Regions from separate parts of the Mus musculus genome. Here regions 1, 3 and 4 are each linked to region 2. The links are chromatin contacts, called in public promoter capture Hi-C maps. All regions are on one chromosome and are shown on one strand. The core of a region is the stretch at or near the end of the contact, and the rest is flanking DNA. Distances in the headings are between cores, read along the strand shown. Region 1 holds the start of Sema6b (sema domain, transmembrane domain (TM), and cytoplasmic domain, (semaphorin) 6B). Region 2 holds the start of Safb2 (scaffold attachment factor B2). Region 3 holds the start of Plin5 (perilipin 5). Region 4 has its middle 7.7 kb from the start of A230051N06Rik.

Region 1 (2,776 bases), core at 171-2,670, 440 kb after region 2:
TCACAGCTGAGGAAAGGGGTGCTGGGGCTAACTCTGGAGGACTCAGACAAGGTCCTGTCTTCTTGACTCTCCATGGCTATCAGGTCAGCTCCTAGACCGGCTGGAGCCGGCTGGGGGAGGGCGACTTGACCTCCAGGCCGGTCTGTGAAAGAGGCGTCATTCATGACCATGGGGCCTTTGTTCAGACAGGTCTCCCTGGGGACAGGCCATCCCTGCACCCCCACTCTGCCTTGCACTCCCTGCCAAATCCACCCGTGAGCCTTCAGGGGCCCGGTGTCCCCCCTCCCCCTCTGCCACCCCCAGCAGCCACTGAGCCCTCTGCACCTTGACTTTTGCAGCCACTGGTCACCTTGGCAGCCACCCTCCCATTCCCCCCGACGCCCCCCTGGGCCGAAAAACATTGTTAGAGCTGCGCTCAATAAATGTTTGCCGGACAAATTGGTTCATAGGCCAAGCAGAGTAGGCTGAGAACTGGCTTCATCTTCTGCCTCAGTTTCTCCACAGAAGCTGTGTCTGGCTGATATGCGGCAAAGCTGATGGGCCACAGTGAGGTCTCAGCCTGTCGCCACAGTGGTGACACCAAGGAGTCTGCTCCAGCCCCTCAGGGTGTGCACAGGTCAGAGTTAAAATCCTGACACCCACAGATTTGGCTGTCCCGGGCAGCTCACAGTCCCAACCTTTGGTTGAGTGTCCTCAGCTGGATGGGCTTCAGGGCGACCCTGTGAGCAGGATTCAACTCCACACACAATTACAAAAGCAGTTGTGTGGTGCTTACTGTATACTGGAGGTGCCATCAGTATACTTACTGTATTCTGAGGCAATGCCTAGCCCAATCGGAAAGAGGTTTTCATTCAGCGTCATGGCTGGGATGAGGAGGGGCTTTGGACAGAGGGAAACTGAGGCATGGAAAGAGATATCTTGCTGTCCCAATGTCCCTCAGAAAGTGAGTGTTGGCGGCGTGCTGGGGCAGGCCTTTAGCCTAGACTCCCCAGGAGAGTCTGTCTTAGTCAATCAATCATTATAAATAAAAAATGAGACCTTGGTGGTTTGACTCAATGATGTCATGAGCCACCAGGACCGTGGGACCACGTCCATGAGGTTCCTGTGTGTGGGTGACTGGTCAGATGAATTGGGAATTCACTAGAATATACCAGAAAACATCTATGGAGTGCCTACGGTATACTGGAGATGCCCAGAGTCAGAACAGCGCCCAGCTCAGTGCGGGAGTCGGTGGTCTTCAGAACCACCCCAGTAGAGAGAAGTGGGAGGCAGAGAAAGGGAAACTGAGGCCAAGGATGGTGGAGGCGCCCCCTCCCGTCCGTGCTCCGCTCCTTGGTGGTCTGCTCCGGGTTTTGCGAAGCTCCGAGCTCGGGCGCTGGGGGCGGAGGTGGCGGAGCTGCGAGTCGCAGCGGCGGCGGCAGAGATGCGGCCCCGGCCGGGACACCGCGCTGCGCCCCCGCGGGAGCCGCCCGCGCGTGGGAGCCCGGGCTGAGACGCTGCGGGGCCGGGGCCGGGGCCGAGCCGAGCAGGTGCTCGGCCTGCGCTGGAGGTGAGTGCAGGGACGGACGCGGGGACGCACCTTGGACAGATGCACGGGGGACAGATGCGGCGACGGACGCAGGGACGGACGCAGGGACAGACGCAGGGACAGATGCAGGGACAGATGCAGTGGGCATGCACGCACCAGGCGCGCACAGGGCGCGGGCGCCTCGTGCAGCGGCACTGGCTTGGGGGGCCCCCCGCGTGCGGTCGCAGCTCCAGCGCCCTGGGCGGGGCTAACGGGCTGCGCAGCGGGCGGGGATTGCAGCCAAGGCCCCGGCTCATCGCGCCGGGGCACTGACAGTGGCTTCGAATTATTGGGGTGACGGCCTACTGATGGGGGCGGGGGAGGGGGCGGGACACATAGCCGCGACCTTTCGTGGGTCCCCACGCGGCCCTGTGCACCAGCTGTCCCCAAGCTCTTGGGTACCGGCTGGTCTTCGCCGGCCGCGCAACTGACATGGGGGGGGGGCAGTCCGCGGCCAACGCCCCCGCTGCAGCACAGCCCTAAGCTGGGCTGCCAGCCCCCCCCCCCAAAGCCTGACAATGGGACAAAGGAGCGTCTCTGGCAGCCGCGCGGGGTGGGTGCCACCGTGGCCCCCCTGGCCGACCGCGGTGCTGATTGGTCCCTGGAGCGGGGGTCACGTGCCCCATTCTGCTCTCCACTGCCGACTTTGGGGCGCCTCCCCAGGGCTGCTGCCAGGCCGAACCCCCCACCTTGGCCTCAGATGGTGAATTCTAGGCCTACAACAGCCCTGAGGTCGGGAGGGACTCCTGGGTCCCAGGTCCTCTCTGCCTGGTCTCTGTCACTGAACCCCCAACCCCCGCCGCCTAAGGTCGGTGTCACTCTCATCTGAGGTTCCCAGGTCTCTGTCACCTGCCTGAGGTCTGTGTTGCTCCCCATCTGAGGTCTGTGTTGCTCTCCAGGTCTCCGGGACCCTGGCAGGTCTGTGTCACACTGCCTGACGTCTGTGTCACCCCCAACTTCTTATTTTTTACCTGCTCGATGCCCCAATCCCAAACTGAATGTGATGGAGTTGGGAACCCCAATATTGCAGGCCAACAAGCTTTGGGTGGAGGAGGGTGGCCCTGGGGACAGAATGGCTGGAGGGACTTGCCAGAGCGCCTCTGCCTGGTTACAACGTGCCTTTCTTTCTCTGTATCTTGGACTCGGGTTTTCTGGCTGATTTTCAGGGTGCACGATTGCCTGCGGGCTATTTACAGAGGTTAGAAGTGG
Region 2 (2,890 bases), core at 336-2,835:
AGATGGCCTCAAACTTAGGATCCTTCTGCCTCCACCACTCCCGGCCTTAGGAAGTATTTGGGATAAAACTTAGGGTTTTGTGCATGCAAGGTAAGCACAATACCAAATGAGTAGCACACTACCAAATGAGTAGCTCTTGGACCTACTTTATACTTTGAAAAAGGCTTAGCTAGCCCTGAACTCTAATATTCAGGTTGGTTTGGAACTCCTCTACAGCCCAGGTTGGCCTTGAACTCACATCTGACTTACCTTTATCAACAGAAAAAAACGTTCTTTCCTTCCATCTCGTATCTTCCCCTAGCTTAGTTCTAGCAAAGAATTAGAAACAATTTATTTTTCCGCTTTGTTTTTGTTTTTTGTCTCCCTGGGCTACCTACATCCTCCGGCTGTCTGCGAACTCTGAGAGTTTCTCATGTTTCATCTCCACCACCCCTGCCCCCAACGTCACTGTGTCTTCCCAGATTAAAAGAAAAGAAAAGAAACAAAAACCACCTGTTCTGCCTCGGGGGCCGAAAAGGGACTTGGGATCGAATCCCGCCACAAGCTGACCCCACTGGATGACCTTGGCCGAGTCCCCTTCATCCCCCTTTGGGGTTGGGACTAAGCAGTACAGGGAACGCGGTGTCATCGATCCCCCGAACCCGTTCGTGGTGTTATTTCCCTCTGGTCGCATCGCTGGGGGCGTCGAGATTCGAATCCTTGCACCCGGCGCCCGCGGAGCCCCAGTATTAGCGCCCAGCGCGAAGGCCAACGGGCCACTCCGGGCCCGGCGGTGGGTGTCGCCATGGCGACCATGGGGTTCCCCCCCGCGAACCTCACCTTCTTCAGCCGCTCCATCAGCACGCTCTTGTTGCCGCTCGAGTCGAGGTTCCGCTTCTTCAGCTCCGCCCGCAGGTCGATCACCCGCAGGTCGCTGAGCCGCCGCGTCCCGGTCTCTGACGCCGCGGAGCTCACGGCCGCCGCGCCCGCCGCACTCGCGTCTCCTAAACCCGACAGAGTCTCCGCCATTCCAGGGACCCTGGTTCCGTCGCCCACTTCACACAGAACCGGGTCAGTGGGTTTGCGTGAGTGTGTTTTTTTTTTGATTTGTTATTATTATTATTTTTTTGAATCTCGGCCCTCTTACCACAAAATGGCGCCGCCTGAGAGGGAACCGCTTCAGCCTCCCCGGAGGCGCACCTCGACACTGCGCAGGCGCCGCCGGCGCGAGCCCTACGCTCTCAGACGCCTTTACCCAAGCGCAGTGTGCGCGGCGGCAGAGACGACGTAGGCGCGCCTCGCCGGCTCGCGCTTGGCCGCGGACCAAGACGCATGCGTGCTACAGGTCGTGCGCCTGCGCATCACTGTCGGAGCGCTGGCCGTAGAGCGGTGGCGTGCGCAGCCGGGCAACGCTGCGAGAGGCAAACGGGGGTCAGTGAGCGTAGCGAGGCGGTGCGCGTGCGCATTAAAAAGAGGGTGGCGACGGGGCCGGGGGGGGGGGGGGGAGGGGGGGCTTACGACCGGTTGCGCATGTGCACTTGTACCCGCGAGGCTCGAGACTGCTTTGGCGTGCGACCTAGGAGGTGCGTCAGAGCTGTGCGCCTGCGCAGCCGCAAAGGGAGGCGGGAGGAAGCGAGTGCGTTTTCCTCTTCGGCAGCGCCATTTTGTACTACCTCCGAGCCGCCACAGCTGGTGCCAGCGAGTGGAGGGGGTTCCGGAGCGAGTTGGGAAGTCGCGGAAGCGAGGATGGCGGAACCCGGGACCGGGTCGGGCGACCCCGCCTTTGGTCCGGGCGCCTCGGAGAGTGGGACGCGGCGGCTCAGCGACCTGCGGGTGATCGACCTGAGGGCGGAGCTGAAAAAGCGGAACCTGGATACGGGAGGCAACAAGAGCGTGCTGATGGAGCGGCTGAGGAAGGTGAGGGAACCCGAGTGGCGCCGTGGACCCGGGCACGTAACTGCCCGCGCAGACTCGGGCCGGCCTTCCCACCCCGAGCCCCCCCCCCCGACTTCGGTCTGTGCTGTCAGTTACCGAAGCAGCCGAGGCTGTGTGACCTTTACTAGTCGCTGCCCCTCTCTGTGTCTCGCCTCCCACTTGCCCCGGGATTTGCAGGAAGCCGGGCCTTGTTGAGTAATCGGGTGGCTCTGGGCACGTCTCCATGATGACCTTGCACCTGCAGCTGTCTTTTCCGCCACCCTAGTTTTACTCTTCTGGGGAATCTATCAGTCAACCCCACTGTTGGCGGTGCCCAGTGTCTCTGCACAGACCATGTTCGCTCCCAGGTCCGGTCCCCTCGCGCTTCCCTGGTCTTGGAGCCTAGTTGTCATCTCGAGTCAGCGTAAGATGTCACTTTCCTCCCCCTAGACAAGAAGTCTTGTCTACTGCCCTTCAGCGCTTGACACAAGCTTGCCTCTGTGGAACAGGGTCCTTGAGGGTTAGGGACTCCTGATTGGCTGCAAGTAGAAGGCGCCAGAATACTTTGAGGGAAAATTGGCCAGCGCTTTCTTCTTCGGTCTATGTTGTTTTTCCTTATCAAAAATCAGCGCCTCCCCTCCCACGCAAAACTTTTTTTGGAGAGCTACTGTGGCCCAGTGTGGCCTTGGACTTGCTGTGAAACCCAGACTAGACTTCAGCTCTTGGTCTCCTGCCCCCCCTTTTCACTTCCAAAATGCTGGAATTAAAGGTTTGCTTTGTTATGGGAGGCCTTTTGAGCGCCCCATTCAGCTCTTTGCCCTGCCTGAATCAAGGACAGGTTTCCTACCATCATCCCTGTGTTTGATGAAAGAGCACACAAGATGAGCGGTCACCAACCCTGATTTGGGGTTAATACTTGGATTTTATTCTATTTTTTTGTCTTGGGTTGGGGATTACATCTAGGGCTACAAGCTGCCAGGTCATGTATGACCACAAC
Region 3 (2,712 bases), core at 62-2,561, 470 kb after region 2:
AGTCCCAGCATCCACATGATAGCTCAAGGTCACATGTTACTCCAGTCACAGGGGGTCTGTCAACTTTACTGGCCTCTGTGGGGATCAGGCATCTGTGGATCATGACAGATGGAACATATCAACAAAACACCAGGACACATAGACGTAATAATAATAATAACAAAGGAAGTGGGCCTCAGAAGGCAGTCAGCCGAGCACCCACAGATCTGGGTTCACGCCCAGCACCACATAAACATGTGTGGTGTGGCACATCTGTTGTCTTAGCCACTGGGTGGTGCGTTCAAGGTCATCCTTGGCTATGTGGTTACTTTGAGGCTATCCTGGGCTATATAGTGAGTTCTGGTCAAGTCTTGACTACAGAGAGAGAGTCTGAATCAAACAAAACAAACGGAAAAGACTGAAGAATGAGAAAGTCGCCGGGCGTGGTGGCTCATGCCTTTAATCCCAGCACTTGGGAGGCAGAGGCAAGGTGGATTTCTGAGTTCGAGGCCAACCTGATCTACAAAATGAGTTCCAGGATAGCCAGAGAAAACCTGTCACAAAAAACAAAACAAAACAAAACAAAAAAAAAACAACAAAAGAAGAAGGAGGAGGAGGAGGAGAAAAAAGGAGGAGGAGAAAAAAGAGGAGAAGGAGAAGGAGAAGGAGAAGGAGAAGGAGAAGGAGAAGGAGAAAGAAGAAGAAAAGTCCTCAGTCGCCGGGCGGATTTCTGAGTTCGAGGCCAGCCTGTTCGGTCTACAGAGTGAGTTCCAGGACAGCCAGAGCGATACAGAGAAACCCTGTCTCGAAAAAACCAACCAACCAACCAACCAAAAACCAACCAACCAACCAACCAACCAATCAAACAAACAAACAACAACAACAAAAAGAAAGTCCTCAGTCCTAGTCTGAGGTCAGCCATGGTGACTGGACCAGGATTCAGCGTCCCTGAGCCGCTATGGCAACCATGGCGCCTGTGGGGGGCGGGGAAGCTCCAGATCCACCCCCGGCGGCGCCTCATTGGCTCGCGTGCGGAGGCCCCACCCAGACCTGCTATAAGGACGGAGGGCTGACTCAGGTGGGAGCGCCGGGGGGCGGATACACGCGGGATCTGAGCTCTGCACCCAGGTGAGGGCGCAGGCGAGGGTAGAGGGTGGGGTAGGGATGGCCCTGACCCAAACTCGGCAGGGTGGAAGTGGCGGGGGTGAATGCGAGGAGCCACAGGCACAGCAGGTGGCAGGACCCTTGGCCCAGTGGGCCCGGGCCCAGGACCCAGTTGGGCGGGGCCCAGGCGCAGAGGACAGTGGGACGGCCATGGTGGGGATACATAGGGCATGAGCCCTGAGGTCAGCGTCCCTGTCACCGTGGACAGCTGAGGGTGACCTCGGAGCTCCACGTGCAATCTTTGCCTCAACTTTCCTGCCCGTCAAAGGGATCTGATTCTCTGACCGCTGCCCCCACCTCTGCAACGGGGGCTGGTGTGCGGGTCTGTCCCTACTGGAAATGGACCAGAGAGGTGAAGACACCACCCTAGCGCCACACAGCAGGTAATGACATTTGAACTCATCCTCGTCCCACCAGGGCCCACGCCTGTCCTCCCACAAAGTCATAGATTTTTCATTGTATACCTTCTGTGTGTTGGGCCTTGTACATGCCTTGCTGATGGACCCCAGAATACTCCACAGGGCTGACTCTCAGGGTTTCCCTCTCTTTCTGTGTCTTACCCCCCCCTCCCCCCAGAATGTCCGGTGATCAGACAGCTCAGGACCCTGGATCCAGCCTGGGAGAACTGGACCAGCAGGTAAAGAAGGACGACAGCAGGGGGCTGGGGGGTTCGTGGCTGGGTCCCTGCCCGACCAAGGTCCAGTCCCTTCTCATAGCTCCAGGTGTCACCTATTGTAGTCACTACAGTGATAGCATCAAACTTAGGGTACAATTACACCTGTGGGGAAACTAAGGCCCCAAGCAGTCAGGTCTTTCTCCAGACCTGTGTGCAGGTCACCCAAACAGCCCCCCTTCCCGCCCTGGCCTCATCTGTAGGTCCAGAAGTTGCCCTGTTGCTGTGTGTGTGCTGCATGCTGCAGCCTTTGGTAGGCGACCTGCTTTGTGTCCCCCAGCCTAGCACAATGAAGGGAATCGGGGTATGGCTGTGCCCTGATGTAACTGTTCTCTGCAGAATGTGGTGAATCGAGTGGTGGCTTTGCCCCTGGTCAAGGCCACGTGCACTGCCGTGTCCAGTGCTTACAACTCGGCCAAGGACAGGCACCCGCTGCTGGGCTCCGCCTGCCGCCTTGCTGAGCACTGTGTGTGTAGTGTGACTACCTGTGCCCTGGACCACGCACAGCCACTGCTGGAGCACCTGCAGCCCCAGTGTGAGTCTAAGTCCCTACCATAGTCCCTACCACCTTGGTCTGTAGTCAGTCTCTGCTATCTTCAGAACCAGGTGTCCCTCCCAGGCCCATTCACAAATGCTTCCCCACACCTCTCTTTTTAAAAAATTTCTGAGTTAGGGTTTTGCTCTGTAGCCCAGATTGGCCTGAAATGCTCAGCAATCCTCCTGCCTCAGCCTTCTGAGTGCTGGGATGATGCACCACCACACGGTTTATGCTGTGCTGGGATCGACTCCACACGTAGTGAGTCCAAATCCCTTCTTGGGTCCTCTCTAGGTCCCTAATTCTGTCCACCCCCCTGCCCTTTCCAACCTTCGGGGTCATCCTTGTCTCCTAAGGTCAG
Region 4 (2,712 bases), core at 61-2,560, 350 kb after region 2:
GGCTTGGCTCACTCAGGGCTACCATGTCTTAGCTCTGTGTAGTAAGCACCTGCATGACAGACGTCCTTCAATGCTGAGGACACCAGACAGGAGAGGGGATTGCAATGCAAAATTGTGATTGAACTACAGATTAGAGAATAAAGGACTGATGAGAACAAGATGAGGACATACGGTGACTTATGATTATGATCATGTAATGGGTCAAAGGAGACCAACATTAAATTTCAAAAGTCTTCTCTGTGTTGACTCCAGAGGGAGGAGTCACAGTCCATGCAATGCCCTTTAACAACAATGTGCAGATACGAAAATCTGTCCTTGGGCCAACAAGATGGTTTTGTGCATAAAGTTGCTTTCCAGGAAAGTGTGGCTACCTGAGCTTGATTCCTGGAACCCAAAACATGGGTGGGGAGAACCACACATGGAGAGAGCTGTTCTGTGATCTCCACAAGTATGTCATAGCTTGTGTCCATCCCTTATACAAATAAATCAAATACATGCAATTAGAAAAATATATCCTGGGCTGGTGAGATGGCTCAGCGGTTAAGAGCACTGGCTGCGCTTCCAAAGGTCCTGAGTTCAAATTCCAGCAACCACATGGTGGCTCACAACCATCTGTAACAAAATCTGATGCCCTCTTCTGGAGTGTCTGAAGACAGATACAGTGTACACACATATAATAAATAAACAAATCTTTAAAAAAAAGAAAAAGAAAAAGCTGTATCCCACCAATGAGGCATTAAAAGGTTACACAAGAAATTCTGGGATTGTTTTTGCTACTTTCCATCTTTACTGTGTGTCCATGTATGTGGACAGTGCAGAGGTCAGAGGACAATATGTGGGAATCAAGTCTTCCACTCTGGGGTATGAAACTCAGTTCTTCATCACTGGTGGCAAGCTTCTTCACCCACAGATTCATTTTGTCAGCCCTCAACCCTTCTTTGAATGTAGGCTGTGAGCCTGGAGGGGGTGGCTGCAACTGTGTGCCCACCTGCTGTTAAGCCTGGCTCATGTGTGGCCCATGCATGTATGTGTTGGCCCTCCTACATGTCCTGGTCCTTGCCAAAGCCCGACCTTGTGGCTGCCAACCCCCACATGCTGGCTGAGCACTGTCAGGGTCGGCGTGGGGACTCGAGGACAGGCTGGAGGGGACCAGGGAAGGATGGCAGCACTTGCCTGGGCCCCCGCTGTCCTTCCTCATCGCCACCCACCGAGTCTCTAGACCCCTCAATGCATCTTCAACTCTCCCCAGCACTCAGCAGAGCAATGACAGCCGTCGCCATGGCAACGCCTGGCAACAAGTCCAAGATGCATGTCACGTGGTAGACACGGACTAATCAGGATGCCTGTGGGGAAGCAGGTCAGCCCAGGCCAAAGTCCTCCTCCCCCTCCCTTCCTTTCCTCGTCCTCCCTCCCTCTTCAGCTCCGGTCTTGGGAGTAATTACTGTCATTATGGTGGGAAAGATCAGCATTCCTTATTAGGCTGGGAGGCTGCCCATACCTTGTCCCCTAAACAGGAAGATCTGAAAAGAGAAACCCACACTTCTGGCACCACAACATCCATCCTGGAGTTAAAGGAAGCAATAGATGCCTACTGAATGCATCTTTTGTGAGTGCAGATGTTTGGATGGGGTTGTGTGGCAAAACAGTTCAACTTGGATGAATCTGACTAGGGGACTTCTGGGAACATGTCTAAACAGGTATAGAGCAGGGCCAGTGAGATGACACCCTGGGTAAAGGCGACTAGATCAGCTTGATTCCGAGAAGCACGCGCACGCGGTGGAAAGGGAAAGGTCTGAGATCTCAGCTACTGAAATCAGTTGAAGTAGGAGGGTGGCTGCTTCCAAGGTGCAAGCGATAGAGTCCTATCACAGGTATTAACAGTAATAATAGTAATAGTAATAATAATACTACATAAAAACAGAGGCAGCACGACCTGTTTCCTATGCCCAGGATCACAAAAAGAAATGAAATAAAAATCAAAGCCGGGCATTGTGGCACACGCCTTTAACCCCAGCACTCCGGAGGCAGAGGCAGGCGGATTTCTGAGTTCGAGGCCAGCCTGGTCTACAAAGTGAGTTCCAGGACAGCCAAGGCTATACAGAGAAACCCTGTCTCGAAAACAACAACAACAACAACAAAAATATATATATAATAAAAATTTTAAAAATCAAGCCATTGGGGGCTAGAGAGATGGCTCAGCAGATAAGAGCACTGAGTGTAATTTCAAAGGTCCGGAGTTCAAATTCCAGCAACCACATGGTGGCTCACAACCATCTGTAATGGGATTCGATGCCCTCTTCTGGTGTGTCTGAAGACAGCTACAGTGTACTTATTTATGATTATAAACAAATCTTTGGGGGCTGGTGAGATGGCTCAGTGGTTAAGAGCGCCAACTGCTCGTCCGAAGGTCCCGAGTTCAAATCCCAGCAACCACATGGTGGCACACAACCATCCCTAACGAAATCTGATGCCCTTTTCGGGAGTATCTGAGGACAGCTACAGTGTACTTACATATAGTAAATAAATAAATCTTAAAAAACAAAAACAAAAACAAAAAAAAAACAAATCTTTGTGCCAGAGTGAGCAGGGTTGACCGGATGGAGAGCAGAGATCCTAAATTCAATTCCCAGCAACCACATGAAGGCTCACAACCATCTGTACAGCTACAGTGTACTCATATACATTAAATAAATAAATAAATAAATAATTCTT

Evidence for each region. Promoter capture Hi-C pulls out the DNA fragments that hold promoters and counts their contacts.
Region 1: a contact with region 2 is called in a promoter capture Hi-C map of embryonic stem cells. The contact joins the promoter of Sema6b here to the promoter of Safb2 in region 2. A contact is called at or near these places in 8 of 39 promoter capture datasets (the C10 cell line, cranial neural crest, embryonic stem cells and 4 more), 2 of 484 Hi-C or Micro-C datasets (embryonic retina and myocytes), 5 of 115 datasets of contacts at active chromatin or transcription factors (the 230-238 cell line, astrocytes, cardiomyocytes and 2 more) and 2 of 9 other capture datasets (adipose tissue and liver).
Region 3: a promoter capture Hi-C map of embryonic stem cells shows a contact between it and region 2. The contact joins the promoter of Plin5 here to the promoter of Safb2 in region 2. A contact is called at or near these places in 13 of 39 promoter capture datasets (the C10 cell line, the HPC-7 cell line, cranial neural crest and 7 more), 9 of 115 datasets of contacts at active chromatin or transcription factors (astrocytes, embryonic forebrain, embryonic midbrain and 5 more) and 3 of 9 other capture datasets (adipose tissue, liver and pancreatic islet).
Region 4: a promoter capture Hi-C map of hippocampal neurons shows a contact between it and region 2, with 2.8 times the contacts expected there. The contact joins the enhancer-like site here to the promoter of Safb2 in region 2. A contact is called at or near these places in 13 of 39 promoter capture datasets (the 3T3-L1 cell line, the C10 cell line, the HPC-7 cell line and 9 more), 3 of 115 datasets of contacts at active chromatin or transcription factors (the NIH/3T3 cell line, astrocytes and embryonic hindbrain) and 3 of 9 other capture datasets (adipose tissue, liver and pancreatic islet).

What each region holds. Positions count from the first base shown.
Region 1 is chr17:56,138,987-56,141,762 of GRCm38.p6, reverse strand. It overlaps Sema6b (sema domain, transmembrane domain (TM), and cytoplasmic domain, (semaphorin) 6B), which reads left to right and starts at 1,420. Exons shown (of 17, transcript NM_001130456.1): 1 at 1,420-1,549.
Region 2 is chr17:56,583,280-56,586,169 of GRCm38.p6, reverse strand. It overlaps Safb2 (scaffold attachment factor B2), which reads left to right and starts at 1,585. Exons shown (of 21, transcript NM_001029979.3): 1 at 1,585-1,896. The coding sequence starts at 1,726. Safb (scaffold attachment factor B) reads right to left here and starts at 1,188. Exons shown (of 21, transcript NM_001163300.1): 1 at 820-1,188. The coding sequence starts at 1,008.
Region 3 is chr17:56,115,897-56,118,608 of GRCm38.p6, reverse strand. Plin5 (perilipin 5) reads left to right here and starts at 1,311. Exons shown (of 8, transcript NM_001077348.1): 1 at 1,311-1,526; 2 at 1,720-1,780; 3 at 2,156-2,351. The coding sequence starts at 1,483.
Region 4 is chr17:56,232,624-56,235,335 of GRCm38.p6, reverse strand. No RefSeq gene overlaps it. Among named protein-coding and RNA genes, the nearest start is that of A230051N06Rik, 7.7 kb to the left of the region's middle. Within about 2 kb of position 1,310, at least 92 of the 459 cell types and tissues checked have an H3K27ac peak or open chromatin away from gene starts, as enhancers often do. A contact at or near this core is called in hippocampal neurons and second pharyngeal arch cranial neural crest, where this site is marked.